4 separate regions of the Mus musculus genome follow, and regions 1, 2 and 3 are each linked to region 4. The links are chromatin contacts, called in public HiChIP or PLAC-seq and promoter capture Hi-C maps. All regions are on one chromosome and are shown on one strand. The core of a region is the stretch at or near the end of the contact, and the rest is flanking DNA. Distances in the headings are between cores, read along the strand shown.

What was found. HiChIP or PLAC-seq counts read pairs in DNA pulled down with a chosen protein or histone mark. Capture Hi-C pulls out chosen DNA fragments and counts their contacts.
Region 1: a contact with region 4 is called in a promoter capture Hi-C map of adipose tissue. The contact joins the promoter of Atp23 here to the promoter of Pip4k2c in region 4. A contact is called at or near these places in 2 of 39 promoter capture datasets (pre-B cells and stem cell-derived epiblast-like cells) and 1 of 9 other capture datasets (adipose tissue).
Region 2: a FOXA1 HiChIP or PLAC-seq map of pancreatic cancer cells shows a contact between it and region 4. The contact joins the promoter of Nemp1 here to the promoter of Pip4k2c in region 4. A contact is called at or near these places in 5 of 39 promoter capture datasets (erythroid cells, fetal liver, hippocampal neurons and 2 more), 1 of 115 datasets of contacts at active chromatin or transcription factors (pancreatic cancer cells) and 2 of 9 other capture datasets (liver and pancreatic islet).
Region 3: a contact with region 4 is called in a CTCF HiChIP or PLAC-seq map of the NIH/3T3 cell line, with 5 read pairs. The contact joins the enhancer-like site here to the promoter of Pip4k2c in region 4. A contact is called at or near these places in 1 of 15 datasets of contacts at CTCF or cohesin (the NIH/3T3 cell line), 4 of 484 Hi-C or Micro-C datasets (CD4 T cells, the G1E-ER4 cell line, double positive thymocytes and 1 more) and 1 of 115 datasets of contacts at active chromatin or transcription factors (pancreatic cancer cells).

The regions. Positions count from the first base shown.
Region 1 is chr10:126,899,829-126,902,718 of GRCm38.p6, reverse strand. Atp23 (ATP23 metallopeptidase and ATP synthase assembly factor homolog) reads left to right here and starts at 1,348. Exons shown (of 6, transcript NM_001159559.1): 1 at 1,348-1,617. The coding sequence starts at 1,431.
Region 2 is chr10:127,675,222-127,678,388 of GRCm38.p6, reverse strand. It overlaps Nemp1 (nuclear envelope integral membrane protein 1), which reads right to left and starts at 1,324. Exons shown (of 9, transcript NM_001113211.1): 1 at 1,162-1,324. The coding sequence starts at 1,291. Gm16230 (a long non-coding RNA gene) reads left to right here and starts at 1,630. Exons shown (of 4, transcript XR_872178.1): 1 at 1,630-1,718.
Region 3 is chr10:126,927,269-126,930,180 of GRCm38.p6, reverse strand. No RefSeq gene overlaps it. Among named protein-coding and RNA genes, the nearest start is that of Gm30456, 6.5 kb to the left of the region's middle. Within about 2 kb of position 1,395, at least 236 of the 459 cell types and tissues checked have an H3K27ac peak or open chromatin away from gene starts, as enhancers often do. A contact at or near this core is called in the NIH/3T3 cell line, palatal mesenchyme and pancreatic cancer cells, where this site is marked.
Region 4 is chr10:127,210,186-127,213,490 of GRCm38.p6, reverse strand. It overlaps Pip4k2c (phosphatidylinositol-5-phosphate 4-kinase, type II, gamma), which reads left to right and starts at 1,869. Exons shown (of 10, transcript NM_054097.3): 1 at 1,869-2,153. The coding sequence starts at 1,980.

The DNA.
Region 1 (2,890 bases), core at 99-2,598, 310 kb after region 4:
TAGGATCACACTGAATCTTTGATCCTCCTGTCTTTACCTCCCCAGGGCTGTTGTTACAGGCACATGTTGCCACTGTCTGCTTGTGTGGTGCTGGGCGTAGAACCCAGCACTTCATGTGTATCAATCAGGCAAGCGCTCTCTCAACTGAGTAACACCTTCAGCCTTCTTCTGTAGCTGGGCAAGTTCTATCTGCAAATTAGGGTTGATACTATTTTGCAAGGTTGTCATGAGGACTGGTAATAATGTACATATGTGGACCTTGATAAAAAGAATCTAATCTTTGGCTTATGGCTTTATTAGTCTGTAAGTGCAGGCGCTCATATTTGTATAATATTCCAAGCGAGTGATGCCTTCTGCTTCCCATTCAACTCTTGTTTACGGAGCACCGTGACCCCTAAGTGCTGTTCACAAGGCATTGCATGCCTATTTTTCTTGGACATTTGTCCTCGTTTTCTCCAACTCTACCATCCTGCCTGGCCCGTGGGAGCAGGTGTTTAGCAGTGTGAGCTGAGCTGAATAATTTAGTGAGGAAAGAAACACACACACACACACACACACACTACGTAAAAGCTGGAAGTCTGTCATGAGAGCACTAACACGGACAAAGTGCCTTAAACTGCAGATCTGGCAACATTAATTTTGAGTAAGTGTGCTGGTGGACTCTGATTATGGGAACTGAGGAAAAAGCCTTTTTTTTTTTTTTTTAAGATTTATATATAAATACATTGTAGCTGTCTTCATAAACACCAGAAGAGGGTGTCAAATTACAGATGGTTGTGAGTCACGATGTGGGTGCTGGGATTTGAACTCAGGACCTTCGGAAGAGCAGTCAGTGTTCTTAACCGCTGAGCCATCTTTCCAACCACCCCCTTCTTTTTAAAAGATTTATTTTATTATATGAGTACACTGTAGCTGTTTCCAGACACACAAGAGGGCATCAGATCCCATTACAGATGGTTGTGAGCCACCATGTGGTTACTGGGAATTGAACTCATGACCTTTGGACGAGCAGTCAGTGCTCTTATCCACTGAGCCATCTCTCCAGACCCAAGATGTGTGTATCTTATTTCTGAGCAAGAGGAGGGTTGATGAATGGGTCCCCAGGAGCCACATTTTGATGAGACCAACCAGTCTTTGAAATATCCAAGCGTTTCTGAAAACACTGCCTTTAATTCGGTGTGAGTGGGTAGCGGGAATAAGAGAAACAGCAGGTGAGGGAGTGGGAGGATGGTTGAGGTGCAGAAGGCAATATAGTGGCCAGCATCGGCGGTCGCGAGGCACCGCCCATCAGCCCCGCCCACCGACCACGCCTACCAAGCCCCGCCCACGAGCTGCACGCCGCGTCTCCTTCGTGCTGGCCCGCGGAGCGTGCGCCGGCGGCGGAAGCGGCTGTCCTAGGTCGAGCGGGCAGGAGGAGGCTTGCGGGCCTCATGGCAGGAGCTCCGGGCGGCGGCGAGCTCGGCCCTGCGGCTGGCGAGCCACTGCTGCAGCGACCCGACTCTGGCCAGGGCTCGCCTGAGCCGCCGGCCCACGGGAAGCCCCAGCAGGGCTTCCTCTCCAGCCTCTTCACCCGGGACCAGAGTTGTCCGCTCATGCTCCAGAAGACGCTGGATACCAGTAAGAGCCGCGACCTGGAGGCTGGGGTCGGGGTGGCACAGGACCCGGGGGGTGAGGAAGGGCCCGGACGTGCCCCCACTGATCCCGGACTGCACTGCAGCCCTAGGGCTGCGTGGGCGGGAGGGGGCGTGGGCCTCCGCCCCACTCGCGCTTCTGAAGGCCTGGGCTGGGAGTCTGCCCTCCTGGGTCACACTCACCAGTTTCTTATGTAAGTTTTGCAGCGGCACGGGCTCTAGGGTGCAGGTGAGAGCTGGAAAGAGCTCCATTCATTAATAAGGCAGCTCTACTTCTGGCTATGCACCCCTTCCCTGGGGTGGGGGTGGGGTGGGCGATTCTTTAACCTTCAGTCACTGCAGTAGGAACTGTGGAGAATGCTAGAATAGGAACTTTTGAAAACCCTCGTGTTTATGCACCTAAGTGCATTTTTCTAGGGAGAGTTCCTAGCTTCATCATAGTCTCTAAGAAGCCTGTGACATCTAAGAGGTTTATTATTGCCGCGGGTCACCCAGGCACACTGGCTCCCACTGAGCAATTTATCTCCAGTCCCGGGACACTGCCTTGCTCCTCTGCATCTGCAGATTGCCTGTCTACCTCAGATTTATTTAGGAAAGTAAGATTTAAATGTATTCGACCCTCCAAATAGTTACTATTTTATAGCAGAATTGGTCATAATTCAATCATCAACTGATCAAAGATTTTACTGTCTTCTTTTTAAAGCTTTTTTTTTTTTGATTTCTTTATTTTTGTGTGTGATTGTCTCGCCTGCATGTGTGTCTGCGCACTCTCTGCATTCCTGGTGTCCAGGACTGTGAGCTACTATGCAGGTGCTGGGGAACTCACCCTGGGTTCTCAGCGAGAGCAACAAGTGCTACTAACCACTGAGCCATCTTTTTAGCTCCCTTCCTCCCTCCCTCCTTTCCTCTCCCTCCTCAGAGGTGAGAACTGAACCTAAGACCTTGTGCTTACCAGGCAAGGCCCTACCACTGGGCTCAATCCCTAAGCCACCGTTCTTCTCTCTTACTGGCCATAGACTCACACATTTCTGCTTGCTAACCCTCATTGAAGAACTTTGGTGGGCAGGTCCCATTGGGCTGTGGTACTCAGAGCGAGGCATGGTGCTACCACAGAGAGCAGTGTAGGCGCTGCCTTCCTCCAGTCTAGGTTCTATGCTGGTTTGTTTTTCTAACCGTGGCCCAGGATGCCCATGTTCTCCTAACACGGGCCCTAATGCGAAGCGTTTAGTCACTTTAGCAAAACCAACTTTCGGTATAAA
Region 2 (3,167 bases), core at 75-2,574, 470 kb before region 4:
TAGTATCTCCTTATGTCCTCACACCCCGAGGCCCCATTTTGACAGTTTATTCAGGTGACAGTCCTTCCAAATCCTGTTCTAGGCTTTTAGGCCCTGATCCGGAAAAGAATCTTTCCTGGACATATACTCTCTTCCCAAAAGAAGTCTCCAGTCCCTCTTGAACAATATATTTATGGGTGTTGATCTTAAAGCCACAAGTGAGAGCAAGTGACAGGCAGGCAGGAACGGAAGGGGGCAGTATGAGAGTGGATGTGTGCTTACACGCCTTGGCTGTCTTTATTCTCTGGAGTTGCTACTCCCTCCAGTGGATGTTGGCAAACATCACTTATTTTCCCGGCCACTATTTAACAAGGGAGGGAAAACACGATTTCTTATCAACTTTTAATTTTTTTTTTTTCTGGTCGGGATCACAAAATAAGTTTCTTACCTAGTCCGGAGTTGACTGTCCAGCAGAAAGTACAAAATGAATGTGCTTGAAAGAATGAATAAACTTAGGAACTACGTCCCGCTTAAGCGGATGGCCTCTTATCTTTCCTGGGCAACTGGAGTATAATGACTCCAGGTGTGTTCTCCGGAGCTATTTGGGAGGAGGATCTTAACAGGAGGCCAGTGGTGGCACACACCTTTAATCCCAGCACACAGGAGGCAGAGGCAGGTGGGTCTCTCAACTCCAGGCCGGCCCGGTCTAAGGTGTGAGTTCCAGAACAGCCAGGGGCTACCCTGAGAGACCCTGTCTTGAAAAACATTCAGGTGAACTCTATTCCACTGTACCGAGACAGATCCATCCCTGGGGTGTTTTTAGTAAACTGAATGAGTGGGGCGTTTGCTTTCTCCTGACCTATTTCAGGGCGAAACCCAGAAATCCGTTTTAACTCAGAAATTCAAGAGACCTAGCAGCACCTCGGAGCCCCTCCGTGGTTTCCCCCCTAAAGGGTGTCAACCAGCCCAGGCCTCCCTTCCTGGGGAAGGCTCAGGCCTCCGCCCGACCCGAGCTGTCCGGAGGGCGGCCCGGGACCCGTCAGTGCGGACCGTCCCTGGAGCGTCTCACTCAGCGTCCCGAGCTGCTCCGAGTAACGGGCCGCACCCTCGGGATAAGAAACCACTTTTCCACATTTAACGCCCTCGCGCCCGACCCCTGGGCAGCCGCTGCCCGGGTGGTACCTGAGCCGCAGACCACGCAGCCGGCGACGACCAAGAGCAGCCATGTGGCGCCGCCGCCGCCCCCGGCCCCCCAGCACCGGGGCCCTGGACCAACCGCCGACCACACCGACACTTTGATTCCTCCCGCCATGGATGCCTCACACCGCCTCCTCCTCGCGTGCCCCTCCTCAGCAACTGTCTCCGAACGGGCAGCGCCGGCAGCCAATCGGCTGCGAGACCCGCCCCCACCCCCACCCGTGGAGCAGGCGGGGCCTCGCGCGCTCCGCCCTCCCGCGCCCCTAGGAGCCACACCTCCTAGCAACGCCAATCCTGGCAGTGACGACAGGAAGAGCCCGCCCTTTCCCCGCAATCTGCTTCCGTCCGCGGTTTATTTACAAATGAGATTGATGGAAAGCTTACCCAATAGGAAATCAGAATGAGAGGAGGCCTCCTGGACTGCGTGTTTCCATCGAAACGTCTCTTCTAGTTTTTCTTTCCTTTCTTCCTCGGCCCTTTTATGACATGCTAGCCAGTGGCAACTCTTCACGAGTAAGGTTCTCCCGTGACCGTTTTTTAAGGTAAAATGATTGCCAGCCTGTCTCCAAAGTTCTGAAATATTTCAGCAATAAGTACAGGATTATTGTGCGTTGTCAAGGTTTTGCAGGCATAAACAACGTTTGAAAATGTAGAGATAGAGCTGAGATAGAAACTCTGACTTCGATCCCCAGCACTGCAAGAAAAAAACAAACAGAAAACAAAACACCAAAAAAAAGTATTAATTTGGCTTCGGTTTCCTTTTTTGACTGAAGATGTAGCTAAACTGTGCACAAGGCCCTCGTTTCAATCACCAACGCCACAGGAATAAACTACAAGTCCCGAGCATTTCTGGTTTTGAAACGAAACAAGTGATAATTAAGACAGCTTATCCTCTCCATTTGGGAAAAAAAAAAAAAAAAGCCAAGGCTAAGAGAGAGAGAAAAAACACAAAGTAGGTTCTGAGCTCAAATCTAAGTTCTTTCTGTGGCTTAGGTGCCTCCCAGTACTTGCAGTCCAGGCACTGTGTGTGTAGCACTTACAGAAATTGAAAATTGAAGCACCTTTTTTTTTTTTTTTTTTTTTTTTTTTTGGTTTTTTGAGACAGGGTTTCTCTGTGTATCCCTGACTGTCCTGGAACTCACTCTGTAGACCATGGCCTTGAACCCATAAATCTGCCTGCCTCTGCCTCCCAAGTGCTGGGATTAAAGGCGTGCTTGTAATCCCATCACTTGGGAAGTTGAGAATGAAGGCTTGCTGAGAATTGAAGAGTAGCCAGGATTATAGAGTTTGAACCGTGAGAACCTGTATGTGTGTGTATATACATACATATATATACACACACACACACACATATATATACATATACATATATATATACACATACATACACACACACATATATATACACACACTTGTGTGTAGACACATGTATACATGTATATGCACATTTATACACACATATAGATGGCTTATTGCGATGGCTCGGTTGTGTAAACCTAGAACTCATATGACAGGAGAAAACCAACTTCTGCTCCCACAGGACCTCCATACTGACTCTGTGGCACACAATACCCCCCACACAATTAATGGATCGATTGATAAAAAAAAAAAAAAAAAAAAAAAAAAACTTTTAATGTCAAGGTTAACAGGAGGCGTGTTGGTCCATATCTGTTAACTCCAGCATTCAAAACACTCAGGTCAGAGGATCACAAATAAGATTAGCTTGCACTACACATCTAAAACCAACCTCAAAACAAAAACTTACATTAATGTGAAACAAGGGAAGACTAACAAACTATCCCAGACAAGGGAGCATACGTAAACACGATGAACCACATGTCATATAATATGGATCTTGGAACAGGAAGAAAAAAAAAAGCCCGAAAAACAAAACTGAGATTGCAAGCGTGAGTCACCTCTTCCCTGCCAGTCCGCCCTGCCCATCTTTCGGTCCTGCTTCGGTTTCTGTGAGTACTGTACATATTCTCTGC
Region 3 (2,912 bases), core at 146-2,645, 280 kb after region 4:
CTGGGCAAATCCTTGGCTCAGGAAGCTTTGAGAGGAGCAGTCCTGGATGCTGGAAGGCTACACCAGAGAATAGAGAGAGAGGAAGAAGAAGAGGAGGGAGGGAGGGAGAGACAGAGGGTGGGGTGGGGGTGGGGAGAGAACACAAGGTGGGGGGGGGGAGATCCAAGTGGGCCCCAAACTCTCACTTGCTGGCTTTATCATTTGGGGAGGGAATCAGGAGGCTGCCATCTCTGATCTCACTTTCTGGAGAGATCTTTAGGGTACCTCTTATAACCACTGCCCAAACCCTAGGGAGTTAGAGCCTTCTGATAGGATTGGCTCTTGGCAGAAACCATAAGGCACACAGAGCAGGAATGGGGGCAACACCTGCTGGGGGTGGTGGGGTGGGCTGGGAGGGCCTGGGTGGGCTGGCTGCCCAGGGGAGGACAGAAACGTCTTTCTTTGCCTCTTTCTGTGAGGCAGCATCCAGGCTCAGGGAGGGGCTGCCCTTTCATTGGACCCCCACCGTCCAGCTCTGTGCCAAGCACACACACTGGATGAATGGCGTTAGTATTTGAAGGCAAAGTGTGCACATCTAGAACCTTCTGGAATACTGTTACTTACTGTGGTTTTTCTTTGGGTTTTATAGAACAACCCCAAACATTTGCTCACCAGGATGAGTCTGCTTCCCGTGGCAGTCAGGACACCGGGTGCCTTATGAACTCAGCCTAAAGACCCTGCGTGGGGTACAGCAGAGGTGGGAGCGTGGTACAGAAAATTTGCTCAGTTGGCCTCTGGCTGCAGAGGGCAGGCTCCGGCTGACCTAGGCTGGAGTCTGAGGTCATGATCTGTATGTCACCAAGTTGTTCATTAGCATCGCGTTTATTCTGCAGGAGAAGCCACCGATCCTAAAAGTCGTCTATCCCCTGCCAGGGGGAAGTTAAATAGAATAGAGAGGCTGTGGTGCATGTCTGGCCTTGGTTACTTTTCAAAGACCATGGCATCCTTTCTGGGGTCCTTTGGGAGCCGGTCTTTGTGGTTTATGTACTGAGAGATGCCCGTCTTTCCCTCCCTCTCTCTTCTCCCGAGAAAGCCCTCCACTTCTCTTCGGCTTGGTTTTGGATGTGTGTCCTCTCTCCTACTTGCGATTGTGGCCTTGCCCGCCCCTTTCCACGAAGGAGTGACGCCCTTCCTTGTTCTTGGAGCAGTCAGACTGAACTTGCGCGTGGGTGTGGGCTCCACACAGAGACACTGCCTCTCTTTAAGATTTCTCAGGACATCTTTCTTCTTCAGTTTTGTCTGAAAGGGCCACACCAGGGGATTGTTTTGTTTTCTCCCCGAAAGCTGGTGGCCTGGTGGCCCGTTCCCTACCAATCTCAGCTGTGGGAATGGCTTTCATCATGCCCTTTCCCAACCATTTCCCAAAATGCTCTCTCTTCCCCGCCCCCTGCTGGGTGTTTTGGGACACAGAAACCAGTGTGTGGGGCCCGGGTTTTCCTTTTTCTGGGAGAAGTTGCGAACAGCTTCGGTGTCTCAAGCCACACTTTGGCTTGATGGGGGCAGGCCGAGTTGGCTTGGGGACCGAGGTTGTTCTGTGCGACCTCAGTGTCGGGTCGCAGAAGGAGCGGCAGCGCCAGGGGTCTGCGCTCCCTGAGGCTATCTGGGGACCAAACTCCACGGCGCGAGGGGCTGCCGCCGCCCAGGTCCAGCGTCGGAAACAGGGCAGAGCCACCCAGAGGTCCCGGGGCAGCTTTATGCCCAGCGCCCCGCCCGCACCCCACGCCCCTGCAGCCCAGCTCCGGCCGCGCCCCAGCCCTTTGGGACGGGCTCAAAGGCGACGGGCGGGGGCCGGGGAGGAGGCAGCGTTCCTGCAAATCACATGATTTTCCCGCTTATATAAATCACAGCTTGTTTTTCTCAACCGGCTGCAGACTTAAAGGTGCAGTGTCTTCTTTCTCTCCCAAGGGCAGGGGCTCTCCTGGGTGCCTTTGACCAGGGGCAAGCTGGGCAGGAGTGGCCTCAGCTAGGGACTTGTCACACAGTTCAGGGTTTACCCTTGGTCCGTACTTGGGATAGTTCCTTGGGCTGGGGACCAGAGAGAGGCAAGGAAAACGTATCACCAAGTCAGAAACCCTCGCGGGACTGGGGTCTCCTTTCAGAGGTGGGCCAGCAGCCTCTGTGGACAGCAGTGTCTCAGAGCAACCGGCTGAAGCCCCGGGTGCCTGCTTTGGATCCTGAGGGCCTAGGAGAGAACTGGCCTGTGGGAGAATTCTGTTAGCCAGAGTTCTAAAACAGGTGCTTACTATTCTCATCAGCTCTGGCTGTTTGAGGACACTGTATGTGGGAAGAAAAATCAACCATTGCATACATCTAGCATCTATTGTCTACCTCCTAGGCACTGTGGAGAGGGAGAAACAGCCGTTAGACAGCCTTGTGATGAAGCAGGAGTTGGATCAAGCTGCACAGGCAGTTTTAAAGCCCCGTTCCAGGCTAAACAGAAGAGAGTCACAGGCAGTGCGTAATTACCTGGGGATGAATAGTTTGGATAATGAGTCCTGCAGGCTTTGGGAGGAGGGCTCCTCTGGGGGCCTTGGCTGCAGGTGGACTTGAACTGGAGGCAGGGTGGGGGGTCAGCCTGCTAGGTGTCTCAGTGGGAGGGAGGACGGAGTGTGGTGCTGGTGGGGGAGGGATGAACAGAGTGGGCGATCATTTTGGAAAACTGAGGTGGTGAAAATTGAGGCTGGAACTCTGCAGGGTGGCCAGTCACTTGAAAGCACCGTGAGTGTGGGCGGAGAATGAACTATGATTCCCTGTGAAGGCAGAGGGAGCAACCCTCTCCCTACACCCCCCCACCCAGCCAAATGAGAATGCAGGTCAACAGTATTTTTGAGGACCAGCAATCCGCAGCAGTGAGTAGGACAAAGGGAGGCCTC
Region 4 (3,305 bases), core at 620-3,119:
ACTGGGCCCTTTTCCAGTCACCACAGCCTCTCGGTGTAGCCACGGCCTGGGACTTCCTCCTGTCCTTTGAATCTCACACCCTCAGTGAATTTTCCAAATTGACCTTGAGCTGTTTTTATTTAGTCATGTGCTTCTTTATTTATTGTGGAACCTGGGAATGAGCCCAGGTCTTGCACATGCTAGCCAAACACTGTAGCACTGAGGGACACTTCCGGCCTCAAACCTTGTGCCTGTAGATGCCATTTCATCTTCACTGGGTTAGCTCACCATCAGTATACGGATTTTGGCAATGTTCGTCATCCACCGGAATGTCAGAATAAACATTCTAGCAGTGTAAAGCAAAGAGGGTCTCCTGTGCCCATGTCCCGTCTCTAGCCTTATGTCTTTATGTCTTCTGTCTTCCTTTTGGTCTTCATCTTTGTATACTGCTCTTTCCCTAGGAAGCCTTTCAACATCTTGCTCTGAATTTACCTTTTCATTTATTTATTTTGGTTTTCCCAGACAAGGTTTCTTTGTGTAACCCCGGCTGTCCTGGAACTTGCTCTGTAGACCAGATTGGTCTGGAACTTAGAGATCTGCTTCCCTCTGCCTCCTAGAGTGCTGGACTAAAGGCATGCACCACCACTGCCCGGCATGTCCTTATCTCTTAATACTGCAGCCTTCTCCTTGGCTAGTCTGCGTCTTTAGACTTTTAATTCCTCTAGGGTAGAATTTTTCCTTTGCTTCAACCAGAGGAGAATCAGCCCCAAAATGGTAGTGGCTTCCAATTATGTTCTCAGTAAATACCTGTTGACTAGATGAATTAATGAACGAATTAAAAAAAAAAATCAACTTGGGGCCATGACCTAAAATTTCATATTTCCAGAAGATGAAGACATGACTTAGCCGGGCAGTGGTGGCACATGCCTTTAATCCCAGCACTTGACAGGCAAAGGCAGGCAGATTTCTGAGTTCGAGGCCAGCCTGGTCTACAAAGTGAGTTCCAGGACAGCCAGGGCTATACAGAGAAACCCTGTCTCAAAACAAAACAAACAAACAAACAAACAAACACCCAAAAAACAAAGAGAGAGAGAGAGAGAGAGAGAGAGAGAGAGAGAAGAAGAAGAAGAAGAAGAAGGAGGAGGAGGAGGAGGAGGAGGAGGAGGAGGAGGAGGAGGAGGAGGAGGAGGAAGGGAGGGAGGGAGGGCTCAGTGGTTAAGAGCGCCGACTGCTCTTCCAAAGGTCCTGAGTTCAAATCCCAGCAACCGCATGGTGGCTCACAACCATCTGTAACGAAATCTGATGCCCTCTTCTGGAGTGTCTGAAGACAGCTACAGTGTACTTACATATAGTAAATAAATAAATAAATCTTTAAAAAAAAAAAAAAAAGAGCATTAGCTCTTCCAGAGGACCATACTTGACACCCAGCTCCCACAACTTCAGTTCGGAGGATCCGACGCCCTCCTCTGGCCTCCGGGGCACTGAACTTACATCGTGCCAGCCAAACACCTATATACATAGAACAATTAAATGTATATATTTAAATTTGTCATGTCTGCAACCCCAACTTCATGGAGTCTGCAACCCCAACTTCATGGAGGACCAATCCTCACTTCCGTAATACCCAAACTTTATACCGAGAATGAGGCAGGGGATAGCAAGTTTGAAGCCAGCCTGGACTAAGCAAGGAGACCGGTCTCAAACAGAACGTTCGCCTACGGACAGAGCTCATCCACTAGAAACTGGACAGAACCGGAAGCGACAGAAGCGCCGCCCTGCACAGCGCCAACCCCGCATCCTTGTGAGTGCAACCCGAGCCAGGTGACCGCCCGGCAGCCGAGGGGGTGGAGCCATCCCCGCCGGCCCCGCCCCGCCCCGCTCGCGCGCCTGAGGGCGGGCCTCCGGTCACATGACGGCTGCGCAGGTGAGCACCGCTTCCGGGTCGGGCTTCGGAGTCGCGGCTAGCTCCCGCTTCCACTCGCTCGGGTGCGCGGGAGACTATGGCGTCCTCCTCCGTCCCTCCCGCCACCGCACCCGCGGCAGCTGGAGGCCCCGGCCCGGGATTCGGCTTCGCCTCCAAAACCAAGAAGAAGCATTTCGTACAGCAGAAAGTGAAGGTGTTCCGGGCCGCGGACCCGCTGGTGGGCGTGTTCCTGTGGGGCGTCGCTCACTCGGTAAGAACCGGCGGGACCCCGGCTCCTGCCCCTTGGCCCGAGGATCATCCGGGTCCTCGCGCTGCCGCCTCTCCCCCGCCCGGCCTGGTTCCCAGCGCACCATTCCCCGGTGTCCCCCGGGGTGGCTTCTGGTGGAGACTCTTGTCTGTCCCCTTCCCCTTTACTCCTCCCCTAGAGTTCCATCTTCACCTGATATCCAGCTCTGTTCCTTGACTCCTTCCTGTCAGGTCCAGCCCCAGGCTACAGGGACTGGCCAGGATCCGGCTGCAGCCAGAGGGACATTAAGGGGAGTGGCTCTGAAGGGTTATTGGTGAGGTCTGGGTGCGACAGTGCGTGAAGCGTGTCTGGGTACTACTGCCTGGCCAGAGAAGTAGTTTGATTTCCTCTCCACCTTGCTTTTGAGCCCCAGCCCTTGACTTTCGAACCTTGGCTTTTTCTGGGAATGCCTCTAGGCTTTTTGGACCTTCTAACCCTGCATGCCCTTTCCAGAGATTCAGCGTTTCAGAGAAGTTACCCCACTCTACCCTAGGGATGCCCTCTCTGAGGTCGAAATGCTAATATATGTCTTTGGGCTTAGCTGTGTCCCCATTGTTGGCTGGAGTGATGGTGTTTGCTATAAATGGAGTCACCTGTAACCAGGGAAAGGTTGAGGAGCCGTGGTGGCAAGGACGTTATTGGTGGACTTTAGGTGCCAGAAGGGGCTCGGAACAGTGCAACTGAGACCGATGGGCCCAGTGCACCTCCTGTCCTGAGGATATCGTGGAGGAACCAAGGCTAGTGAGGCATGGCTGGTTTTCTCCTTACTTAGGTCGGGAGTAGGAAGCATGCAGTTATCTTGAGCTTGACAGGGACTATTTTGATTACCACTTCTTTGGGTTGTAGACATGATGTGTTGTGGAGGTGTGAGGGGGCGAGGAAGAGGCCACATTGTTATGTTCTGATTGGAACATCGCTGGCGGTCAGTTAGCTCCCTTCTGCCTTGGCTGCTCTCAGGGGTATTATCTTTAGCGAGGATTCCATTTAAGGCATTTGCTGTGGGTAAGACTAGTGGAGATAAGGCTGCCCTAGTACCTTCCAGGTGACTTACCCATCCCCGTGGAACATGTACATACAGGGGAGGGTTTTCCCGTAAGACCTACCTCACGCTCTTTA